Linked DNA regions of Mus musculus: regions 1 and 2 are each linked to region 3. Evidence: chromatin contacts called from public Hi-C data. All regions are on one chromosome and are shown on one strand. Each heading gives the region's core, a stretch centred on a gene start, on an enhancer-like site or on the middle of the called end of the contact. The rest is flanking DNA. Distances are from core to core; before and after follow the strand shown.

Region 1 (3,068 bases), core at 7-2,506, 140 kb after region 3:
TGGTTTCTCATTTTCTCTCAATTTAAACCTGAATGTCAGAGCTTTCTCTCCAGCATCTCTCCAGCTGACTCCTCAATAGGAGACTCAGTATTAAATCATGAGACTGCACCAGCCTGCCTTAGTCACCTGCCAATATACCTGATTAATACAATATGGAACCCTGAAACCCAGTTGTCTTAGGCTTGATAGTTATCCTTCAGGACAGTGCGTTCTCTGTGGAAGACACCAGGCTGTGATTTTTACACAGACTAATACGAACATGCCAGGAAAAAAAAAAAAAAAAAAAAAAAAAAAAAAAAAAAAAACAAACAAACCCAGCAAACTGTCTCTGTGCCAGAGAGCCAGCCTGCTCATTGGGTCAGGAAGGGTTAGACCAGTGGAGTTCTTGGCCAGTGTAAGATCACCTGACAGCCTTCAGGTTGGTTGAGTGAAGAGGCTCTGCTGACAGACAGGAACGCCCCCCCATCCCCGCTCACACCCCCTTTTCATTTTTCAGCAGTTCTATGGGCTTGTTCTAGGGACTATAATCATTGCCTGTTATTATGTATTTGTTATTATAAATCTAATAATGGGCGTTCTACTTCAACAGAGCCAGCACTGTGCTCCGTTCTCTTGTTGGTCTGACGCATAGGATCCAATTACAGCTACAAAGGAGAGCACTGGCAGACATGACTGAAGATGGATGCCAAGATACAGCTTTCTGTAGTTTAAAAAGGCGTAACTGAAGGATTTTTCCCCTTTTAGTAATTAAGTTAATCAGAGGAAACAGGATGTGAAGATAATAATGAGGTCGTTTTGCTAAGAGGCCACAGCTACAAATTATTAACACAGGAGTGATTTAAACTGCTTACTAATATATTGGTTTAAAATAGGCAGGCTATTCACCTAAAATGCATATTGAATGTAAAAGTTAAATCATATGCATGACACACAAAAAACTTAGTGGTTTTTTTTTTGTTTTGTTTTGTTTTTAGTGGTGCATGCACAAAATCCTAAATAATTATAAATAGGAACAGCTAGTGGCTCCTTAGGGTCTGTGCTAAGTGTGGAAGAGTTGCACGACCCATCCAGTGGTGCTACAACTACAACCAAGTATGGAAAAAGAAACATGGTGGGCACTGTAGCCCCGCGACTCACAGATGCATGGACTGCTGCTTCAGGAAGCCTGGCGCAGTGGCTCAACCCTAACAAGGAGATAGAGACTGGAACATACAGAAAAAGGCTTCTGAAAAGCTTCACGTGGGGCAGCTAACAGCCTCCATGGCATGAAAATGGATTGTAATCATGGATGATAAAATAGGCACAGAGTGCTCATTACCAAGTTTCAGGTCACAGCTAAGGTTCACCAGTGATAAAAACTCACATCCCTTCCCTAGACTGCAGGCCTAGAAAGGAGGATGCAGGCCTTTGCGAGGCTGGTGATCAGTGCCAGCCCATCTCACAGTCCGTGTCTCTAAGGATCCAGCGAGATGAAAGCTGGTATCTGCCACGTAAAGGTCACCCTGTGCTTCGAGCACACCTCGGCCCTGGGAGATAAGCAGGTACGAGGCAGTGACCGGAAGACTGACGGTGACAAATGATGACTCCAGGAGAGGGAAAATTAAACTAAATTGGGTCAGAGGTTTAATTCTAGCCAGAATTAAATTATTTTAGACTACAAAATACTTTAAATGGAGGTTGGCCCAGGGGAAACACTCACAGGTCCAGAGAGCAGTCATTAGGAGCCAGCTGTGGCAGTGTCATGGCTCTCCCCGGAAGTGAGCAGAGCATGAACAAGCCCTGCTCTTGCAGACCTCGGGTATGGTGCGTGGCCTGTGCCCACAGGTCCTCAGCAGCGGCTTCTGGGACACAGAGAAGGGTGCACTCAGGAAGACCGGGATGAGACACAGAGTGGGAACTCTCCTATGTTTTCCCACTTAGGCATGCAGCCCAAGAATTAACTTTTTTACTTCAACAGCAAGCGAACATCTTGGGTAGGTTTATAGCATAGCAACCAGCCTTTAAATACCATTTCTACTGTGAATGAAGAAGAAATGCTGGTTCTTAAGACGCATGACTGCATCTTATTCAAAATACGCCGAGACCGCCATTAAAGCCATCAGCATTCTCCCGAGAGCACACCCCTCTGGGACCACCTCACTGACTTACAGAGACAATGCAAACCGACCCCCTCCCCTAGACAGACTGCTGCACGACCGAACATTTCCTGCAGGCCTCTGCTCACATTTTTCTTGACTGGTTTGCAGCACAGTTCCATGACTTATCTATGTTTGGCTTATTCTCTCTCATTGCAGCACATTCTACATATTTTCATTCACGAAATAACACTTGGCAGATAGAATGTGTACCGAGGAGGCACAGCCCAGAAAGGACTTCAGTCACTGCAATTGTTAAGTGTGGAAATAAAACACCAGATATACCAGCTAAGAGAGAAACATCTTTCAGAAAGATGAGTGACGAGTAAGAGATTACAAAACTGAAAGTAAGCAGATTATTCATTAAAGAATCCAAGTAGAATACCTAAAACTCTTATAACTGGAAGGAATTTCAATGAGTCAGTAGATGACAGGAAATAGGAGCTGAAGACAGAGGCAGAGATCAACGGGGGCTCGGGGGTGGGGGTGGGGAGTCCAGTGGCAGGGCTAAGCGCCATGGCTGGCGGAGAGTGGGCCCAGCGTCCCTCTGACTGGAGCCTGGCTCCTTCAGCCTTATGGCCTGCACTGCAGGCTGGCCTCCAGGCACATGAGGTCCCACCTGTTCCTGTGCCCTCTCCTCTGCACCTTCCTTCCCCACTCATCCTGAGATCTGTGTGACCTCTTCTTGTCCCTAGTGTTCTGTCCTGTGGGTGTCAGAACAGAGAAAGCACACAAGTGATGGTAGTGTCTATCTCTCTCCTGGTCACTGTCATTGTCCCTCTGCTGGTGGTGGCTGCTCTGGCTATTATGGCTCTGTGACAGCTCCTCCCCAACTTCTCCCTCTAGTGGAGTGAATCTGAGAGTCCTTTAAGGTGACCTTGAGAGTCCGCTCTAGCTTCATAGGGGAAGAAAGGATTTATTTTGACTCACACT
Region 2 (3,349 bases), core at 595-3,094, 240 kb after region 3:
CTGAAGTTAACACTACACCCTACACTGAGTGTGTTGGAGATAACTCTACACTTTACACTGAGAGTGATGGAGATAACACTACACTTTACACTGAGAGTGATGGAGATAACACTATACCCTACAGTGAGTGTGTTAGAGATAACACTACACCTTACACTGAAAGTGCTGGAGATAAGACTACTCCCTACACTAAGTGTGATGGAGCATTAATGAAGCCCCTGTATGTTCTATTCTCAGCCTCTCAAATGGCTCGTGGTGCCCCATCCACTGCTCTGTCCTTGAACAAAGCAACACTGTCCCTTAACCCAACACACAGGAGACTCTGGAAGATTCATGCGTGAAAACCCCCAAAAGCTTTTGCATATCTTAAAACATGCAGCATCTCATTGGGAAAATACCTCCCATGGTCCTTTCTTCTTTAACCAAATTCATTCTGTGGCATTCTGGTATCTTATAAATAGACCACAGTGCATTTTATGAACCAAAGGCCCATACAGCATTGTAAAACATGTGGTACCCCACAAATATCCAAATAAATAAAGGGCAACTGTGAAGTCAAGAGCCCCCTCCCACCCCCAGCTAGAGAGACACCCCCGGTGCCTGGAAGAAGAGAGAGGCAGCCTTTAGACAGAAGGCTCGTTTTCTACGGCATGATGCTCAGCTTCCACGTGGAAATGAAGATGTAAGGTGTATGCCACAGCCAGCTTTGTCAGCTCAGCTCACATTATGTCGTAAACTAAAAGGCTGATTCAGTTATTAGCATCAAGAGCATAGCCACAATGATTTGTCATGTAGATGTTATAAGAGATTACCTGTCCTGATTCTTTAACTCATCATTTGGCTGCTGTCTGCAGAAATTCTCTCAGTCTTTTGTTGATGAGGACCCGGATGAACTGAGAACATTTAGGAAGATAAAGATCAAGCCCACAACAGAGCCCTCTTCCCTGGGAACGCACAATCTCAGGGAAAAGTAGGAGAAGTGGAAGAAAATGCTTGCTGTAGTGGGAAGCCCGTGACAAGGAGACCACAAAGAAAATGGCTAGAGGTTTTTAGGGAAGGCTTCCTGGAGGAGGCATACTTGAGAGCAGGAGGCACTGATGCATCCAGGGGTTTGTGTGTGTGTGTACATGTGTGTGTGTGTACGTGTGTATGTGTGTGTGTACATGTGTGTGTGTGTACATGTATGTCAGCAGTTGACACTGGGTGTCTTCCTCAGTTACTTTCTGCATTTATTTTAGCTTAATTTTATTAACTACATATATGTAGGTGTGTGTCTCTCTGTGTGAGCACATGTATGTGGTGCCCACAGAAACTGGAGTTGGAGTTATAGGCCAATGTGAGTCACCCAGCATGGGTGGGGGGACAGAACCCTCGTCTTCTGCTAAGGGCAGCAGAGCCTCCCTTAACCACTGGGCTGACTCTCTGCCCCTTTACCTTATTCTTTGAAATGAGATCCCTCACTGAAGCCGGAGCTCCGTGGTTAGCCAGGCTGGTTGTCCAGCTAGTTCTAGGGATCGCCCGCCTGCCTCTAGTCTACCCAGTGCTGGGACTGCAGACGCTGTGCCTGGCTTTTGTGAGACTATGGAGGATCAGAACGCAGGTCCTCAGGTCTGAGAGACCAGTGCTTTATCAACGGAACCATTTTCCCCGCCCCATCCTGAACTTTTTATATGATGTCAAGGAAATCATAAGAGAAATACGGTATAATTTGCTGAAAATGTTTATTTTGCAAGCAAAATGTGAGAAGGCCCCCAAGAGGTATTTTACATTGGGTATCCAGAAGTTAAGTTTCTGTGACCGGAGCTCTTTTTGAAGAGGAACCTCTCTTCTCCTCTTCCCTATTCCATCTTGTCCCTTAGAGTCTTCTTAAAAAAAAAAAAAAAACTTGGTTGGTTTCATTCCTGGGCCACAGCGTTGCATGCTGCCATTACTTGAAGTGGCCCTCTCTGGAAGGATTTCAATTTAGAACTCTTCTTCAGCCAATATGCCCAGAATGGAACAGAGCTCTGACAGGTGCAAATGCCACGGGGTGATTCTTGCCTGGACCTTCTCCCTCTGTGTCTATTACACAGCCCACGACTGCATTAGCCCTGTGATGGTTATGTCACAGCGCTGACTCATACCGAAACCATGGTCAGCTAGAGCCCAGAGTTCTCATGTGCCTAGCGCTCGCTCTCTCTCTCTCTCTCTCTCTCTCTCTCTCTCCTTTCTCCCGCCTCTCTCCCCCTGTGTGTTTGTGTGTGTGTGTGTGTGTGTGAGAGAGAGAGAGAGAATGAACACCAGGCACAGAGGTTTTATAGTGACATTTATGCTTATTACATCTGACTATAGTGATAGCAATGTGTCAGAATATTCCCGACCAGGCAGATTAGTGATTAGTTTTCTCCCACCCCACCCGGGGCGTGTGGGGCGGTGGGAGGGCAGTGAGTGCTCATCTGATAGCAGAGCAGCTTATCTCACACTGCTCTCTGGCCTCAAAGGCTTTAGAACTGTGTTCTCTTTCCTATCTGTGAGTGCCATCTGCAGCCCTGGAGAACTCTGGATCTTGAGCCATGCCAGGACCTCCCTGTAAAACACAAGTGTGAGTGGCCGTTTCCTCTCCAAACTTACACAAAGACTTAGGTGTGTGTGAAACCTGAAGTCAGTGTTAACTGGAGCAGTGTCATATGAGAGGAGGAAACGCTTTGTGCCAGGCTCTGGGCAGCTTTCAGAAGATCTGATTACACTTATCACGACGTGTTACGGCTAGTAGGCATTCACTCGAGCAAACTACGTTAAAGATATGACTGGGTTATCTGATTGCGTGTTATAGTAACATTGTATGGGGTTAATATAATTTTTGAGTAAAATTATTTGCCATTTGAGTAAATGCCATAAGGCCTTTGTTCTTCTTCGTGAAATCAATTGGAGGTGACTCTTGAGTGGTATAAAGAGCATGCGAATTAGGAATGGCTGTCAGTCATGTAACCAGGGTCAAAAGCACAAATTCTCTGTGCTTTAACTTCCGTGATGAATTTCTTTGTTGTGTTCCTGGAGATTCTCCAACATGACTGAGGATGCTAAATATATAAGAAAATGGTAAGCATTTGGGAGGTAGAGGCATGTGTGATCTATATAGCAAGTTCAAGGCCAGCCTGGGCTACCTAGTAAGACACCGTATTAAAAAGAAAGAAAGAGAGAAGGGGGGAGAGAGGAAGGGAGAAAGAGAGGAAGAGAGATAGAAATAGGTGTTAGGTTGATATGAAAAGTAAGAGAACCACAATCTCCCTCTCTGTGTGTGCGCATGTGCAGGGCGTACAGGTGTGTGCAGATGTGCATTTGTGGAGGCCAGAGGGTGATATCAGGTTTG
Region 3 (3,275 bases), core at 513-3,012:
TGCAGCAGGGAGCTCTGAGCTACAGGTCAGCCCAAGGTTCTAATTCAGCTCACCTGTTCTGGGATCCCAGCAAGCCCCGCTCCCTCTTGTCTTAGAATCCTCCAACTAGAAAGCGGAGTTGATATTACTGATCTCCGTCCTGTTGCGTGGCCGCAGTGGCATAGTATGCATGAAGAACTTCCTGCAGAAGGTCAGGTGTGAGCAGTAAAGGGCAGGTTTTGGGTTGAAGATGTGGGGACTCAGGGACATCTTTGCAGAGGTTGGTTTTAGAAGAGTCCATCAAGGACTCAGAGGGCTCAGGGTGTGGGCGGGTATTCCTGAAGACGGAGCATCCTGCTGATGTATCTGGAGCTGGTGTGGCAGGGCAGGGAACTGCACGTTGTGAGGGGTGAGGACTCACCTCTCACCATTCCCTGTACCTGACTGCTTGTGTTATTACCCACCATCCACCTCCACGAGCACCACGTCATTCTGACCACGGGACAACATGGCGATTGCTACAGTTAACTCTGGTCCCTTTTGGGATTATCTGAAGACAAAGGAACATGGTGGGAGTGGGTGGCTCACGTCGGGTTTATTGATAAGTGGCTGGAGTTCATCAAGCACTTTGGCCGACTCCATCACAGTCTCACAGGGCTATGTCACTCCCTCTTCTAACCAACGATGGGATGTTAGGATTGTGTGGCGTCCACTTTATAACTGGAAATTGGGGTGCTGACTTGAAGTGAGGGGCAGTGGCAAGTTTGGGGAAGGTACCAGCCCTGGTACCCAGGTCTGGTTTGGCCTTTCCTATCCAGATAGGAATCCACTGTCAGGCCAGCTGTGTTGAAAAGGGACAGGAAGACCCAGGGATCTTTCCTGGAAGGACCAAGGGAGGTTTATTTGGGACAGGGTCTGGGAGAAAGAAAAATTGTGGAACAGAGCTGACATGGACATTTTGTTTTCTTCCTTGGGCTTGAGTCAGAAGGAATGCTTTGAGTGAAATGTTCCCTGGCACATCCGGAGTTCCAGGGATGCCTATCCTTGATCCCCACCAGAACTGTCTCTTCCTGGGGGTTAAATAGTCCCTGTGGCCTGCAGGAGGGAGGGAGAAAGGAGGAGAGAGAGTGAGTGGGAGAGATGAAGCAGGGACTGCTGCCAAGAACTGCTGTCTTCTCTGAAGAGTAGGGTGGAGAACATCTGGCCAGATGTCTGCTGGGAAGCCAAAGGGATTGTGGGACACGCTAGGGGGTGGGGCCAGGGCAGTCAGTTCAGGTCAAAGGCTGAATCGTGTTCTAGGAACCTGGGAGGTTGCTGGACAGGACACAGTGGGTAGGAGTAAGACTCTTGATGGCTCTTCATCTGAAGTAGTATTGCCTGGGTCCTTTACGCCAGAGCCAGGTCTGGGTCAAAGCAAGGATTCATCTGTAGCCCCTCACCATCAGCTGACACCTGAGCCTCAGGTGGTGGGTCAGCATCCAGGGGTCAGGGCTAAGGCACTGCAAACGCTTTGAGGAGACCTCACAGAGGAGGGTGACAGCACCTTGGGAGAATGAGTGTTGCTTGGGGCACTGTAGGTTGAGAGCATCCCCAGGACATGGGCACTACTGCTTTGGTGTAGGGACTCAAGGCCTGTGGAATGAAGAAGACAGGGTGCTCTGGGACTCTTCAAACTTCCAGGCTGGGCTGGTGCCAGTAATTGTGACCCTGGCAGTCCGACCGTCTGCTTCCTGGCCCGGCCTCCCTGACCCCTGTTGTGCCTCTGATTAGTTGGCTTGGCAACAACAGGGCAGCAGACGGCTTCTCCTTGAGCTCAGCACTTTCCTCTCCTGGCTGCTCTCTGCCCTCCACCAACCTGGCTGGATCAGAAAGCATGCAGCCTTGGGGGCCAGGCCACAGCCAGGGCACGCCTCTTTCTCTGCCATCCCTCCTGCCCCCGGCAAGTGGGTCATGCCCCGGCTAAGGCTGGCACATGTCCCATGATTTCTGCTTGAGTTAGCCTCGCAGAGTGGCCGAGCTAATCTGGGTTGACAGCCCCTGTCTGCGGAGCTCCTTGGGCCTGGGGAGGAAACGCCTACTAGGAAGTGAATCTCCCTCTCGCGCCAGTCTCCTCCATGGCCACCACGGGGCCTCTCAGGATCTCTGGCAGCCGAGGGTCTGCTCTGGGATCTCCATCTCTTAGGATTGGGATGGAGATGTGGTATTTACTTCCCTGCCTGGCATTTGCCATTATGGTGCCAGTTTTGATGCCATCAAGACCCCCCCTCTCCCTGTCACTACTCATATCACACTCCTAGAGCAGATTCTTCTCTCCTGAACCGATTCTTCTCTCCTGAACCCCACACTCTTAGTCCCAATGAAGCAACTCTACAAGGATGACCAGGGACCTCAAACTCATGTCTAGATGGATTCCTGTCTCCACTGATGGATGCTCTGTGACCCCCCCAAACCTTCAAGCTATCCCTGACAATCCCCTTCCTCCCACATCTATGCCACAGCTCTTGATCCCTCCTTCTCAGGATCACCCGGATCCTCCCCGTGTCTCCACGCCACTCTGTATCATCTGGACCTGGCGCTCCTTCCTTTAGCTCATCCCAGTGGCAGGTGTGGACAGGCAAGGCACACAGGGACAGATGGATCAAACACAAAATACCCAGTGGCAAAATACCGGCAAGCCATGAAGTAGGCCTCAAGTGGCTGGGGCAACCTCAACAGTGGGGCATAGGATGGGGAGCCCATTCCTCCTGGCTCCCATCCCAGCCATTATACGGCCACCACTGCCTTCCTGGTCCCAGAGCCTACCAGCCTGTCCTCTATATGATGTGGGCTCTGTGATGGTGTTCAGTGGGCATTCACACAGGATCTCGTGAGCTGTTTTTCAGCGGCCTCTTCTGCTGTGGCCTGCTCTGTTCTCTATGTCTGGCCTTCTCTTGCTGCCTGAAGCTCATTAGTGCAGACATGACTCTTCACCGCCTCTGCTCAGCATACTCTTGCTTTTCTGGTTCCCCGACTCCGTCTGGCATCCCCCCTTTCCTGGCTTGCCCACCTCTATAGTTAGTGACATACGGACAGACAGACAGATCTACAGACTCAGGCTGTTCTCATGTCTTTTGTTTCATGAAATTTGTTTGTTTGTTTTTTAATTCCATTTTATTATTTTATTTTAATTAATTAGGTTTTAAAAATAAATCTTTTCTTTTTAAAAGATTTATTTTATGTACATGAGTACACCACCATGGCTCTGTTCAGACACACCAGAAGAGGGCACCAGACCCCATTACAGATGGTTGTGAGCC

Evidence for each region. A called contact is a pair of places that touch in the nucleus more often than the background predicts.
Region 1: a contact with region 3 is called in a Hi-C map of the N1E-115 cell line, with 4 times the contacts expected there. The contact joins two enhancer-like sites. A contact is called at or near these places in 1 of 15 datasets of contacts at CTCF or cohesin (large pre-B cells), 17 of 484 Hi-C or Micro-C datasets (CD4 T cells, the N1E-115 cell line, Sertoli cells and 9 more), 3 of 115 datasets of contacts at active chromatin or transcription factors (the 230-238 cell line, the NIH/3T3 cell line and embryonic stem cells) and 1 of 9 other capture datasets (embryonic stem cells).
Region 2: a Hi-C map of the N1E-115 cell line shows a contact between it and region 3, with 1.9 times the contacts expected there. The contact joins two enhancer-like sites. A contact is called at or near these places in 1 of 15 datasets of contacts at CTCF or cohesin (large pre-B cells), 4 of 484 Hi-C or Micro-C datasets (the N1E-115 cell line, bone marrow-derived macrophages, cochlea and 1 more), 6 of 115 datasets of contacts at active chromatin or transcription factors (the SCID.adh cell line, T-cell acute lymphoblastic leukemia, bone marrow-derived macrophages and 3 more) and 3 of 9 other capture datasets (adipose tissue, embryonic stem cells and liver).

The regions. Positions count from the first base shown.
Region 1 is chr15:80,482,860-80,485,927 of GRCm38.p6, forward strand. All of the region lies in intron 4 of Enthd1 (ENTH domain containing 1), which reads right to left. Among named protein-coding and RNA genes, the nearest start is that of Gm23220, 26 kb to the left of the region's middle. Within about 2 kb of position 1,257, at least 23 of the 459 cell types and tissues checked have an H3K27ac peak or open chromatin away from gene starts, as enhancers often do. A contact at or near this core is called in the N1E-115 cell line, where this site is marked.
Region 2 is chr15:80,580,682-80,584,030 of GRCm38.p6, forward strand. The region is part of intron 1 of Grap2 (GRB2-related adaptor protein 2); the gene reads left to right. Among named protein-coding and RNA genes, the nearest start is that of Grap2, 9.8 kb to the left of the region's middle. Within about 2 kb of position 1,845, at least 81 of the 459 cell types and tissues checked have an H3K27ac peak or open chromatin away from gene starts, as enhancers often do. A contact at or near this core is called in the N1E-115 cell line, where this site is marked.
Region 3 is chr15:80,341,404-80,344,678 of GRCm38.p6, forward strand. The region is part of intron 5 of Cacna1i (calcium channel, voltage-dependent, alpha 1I subunit); the gene reads left to right. Among named protein-coding and RNA genes, the nearest start is that of Gm31319, 53 kb to the left of the region's middle. Within about 2 kb of position 1,763, at least 13 of the 459 cell types and tissues checked have an H3K27ac peak or open chromatin away from gene starts, as enhancers often do. A contact at or near this core is called in the N1E-115 cell line, where this site is marked.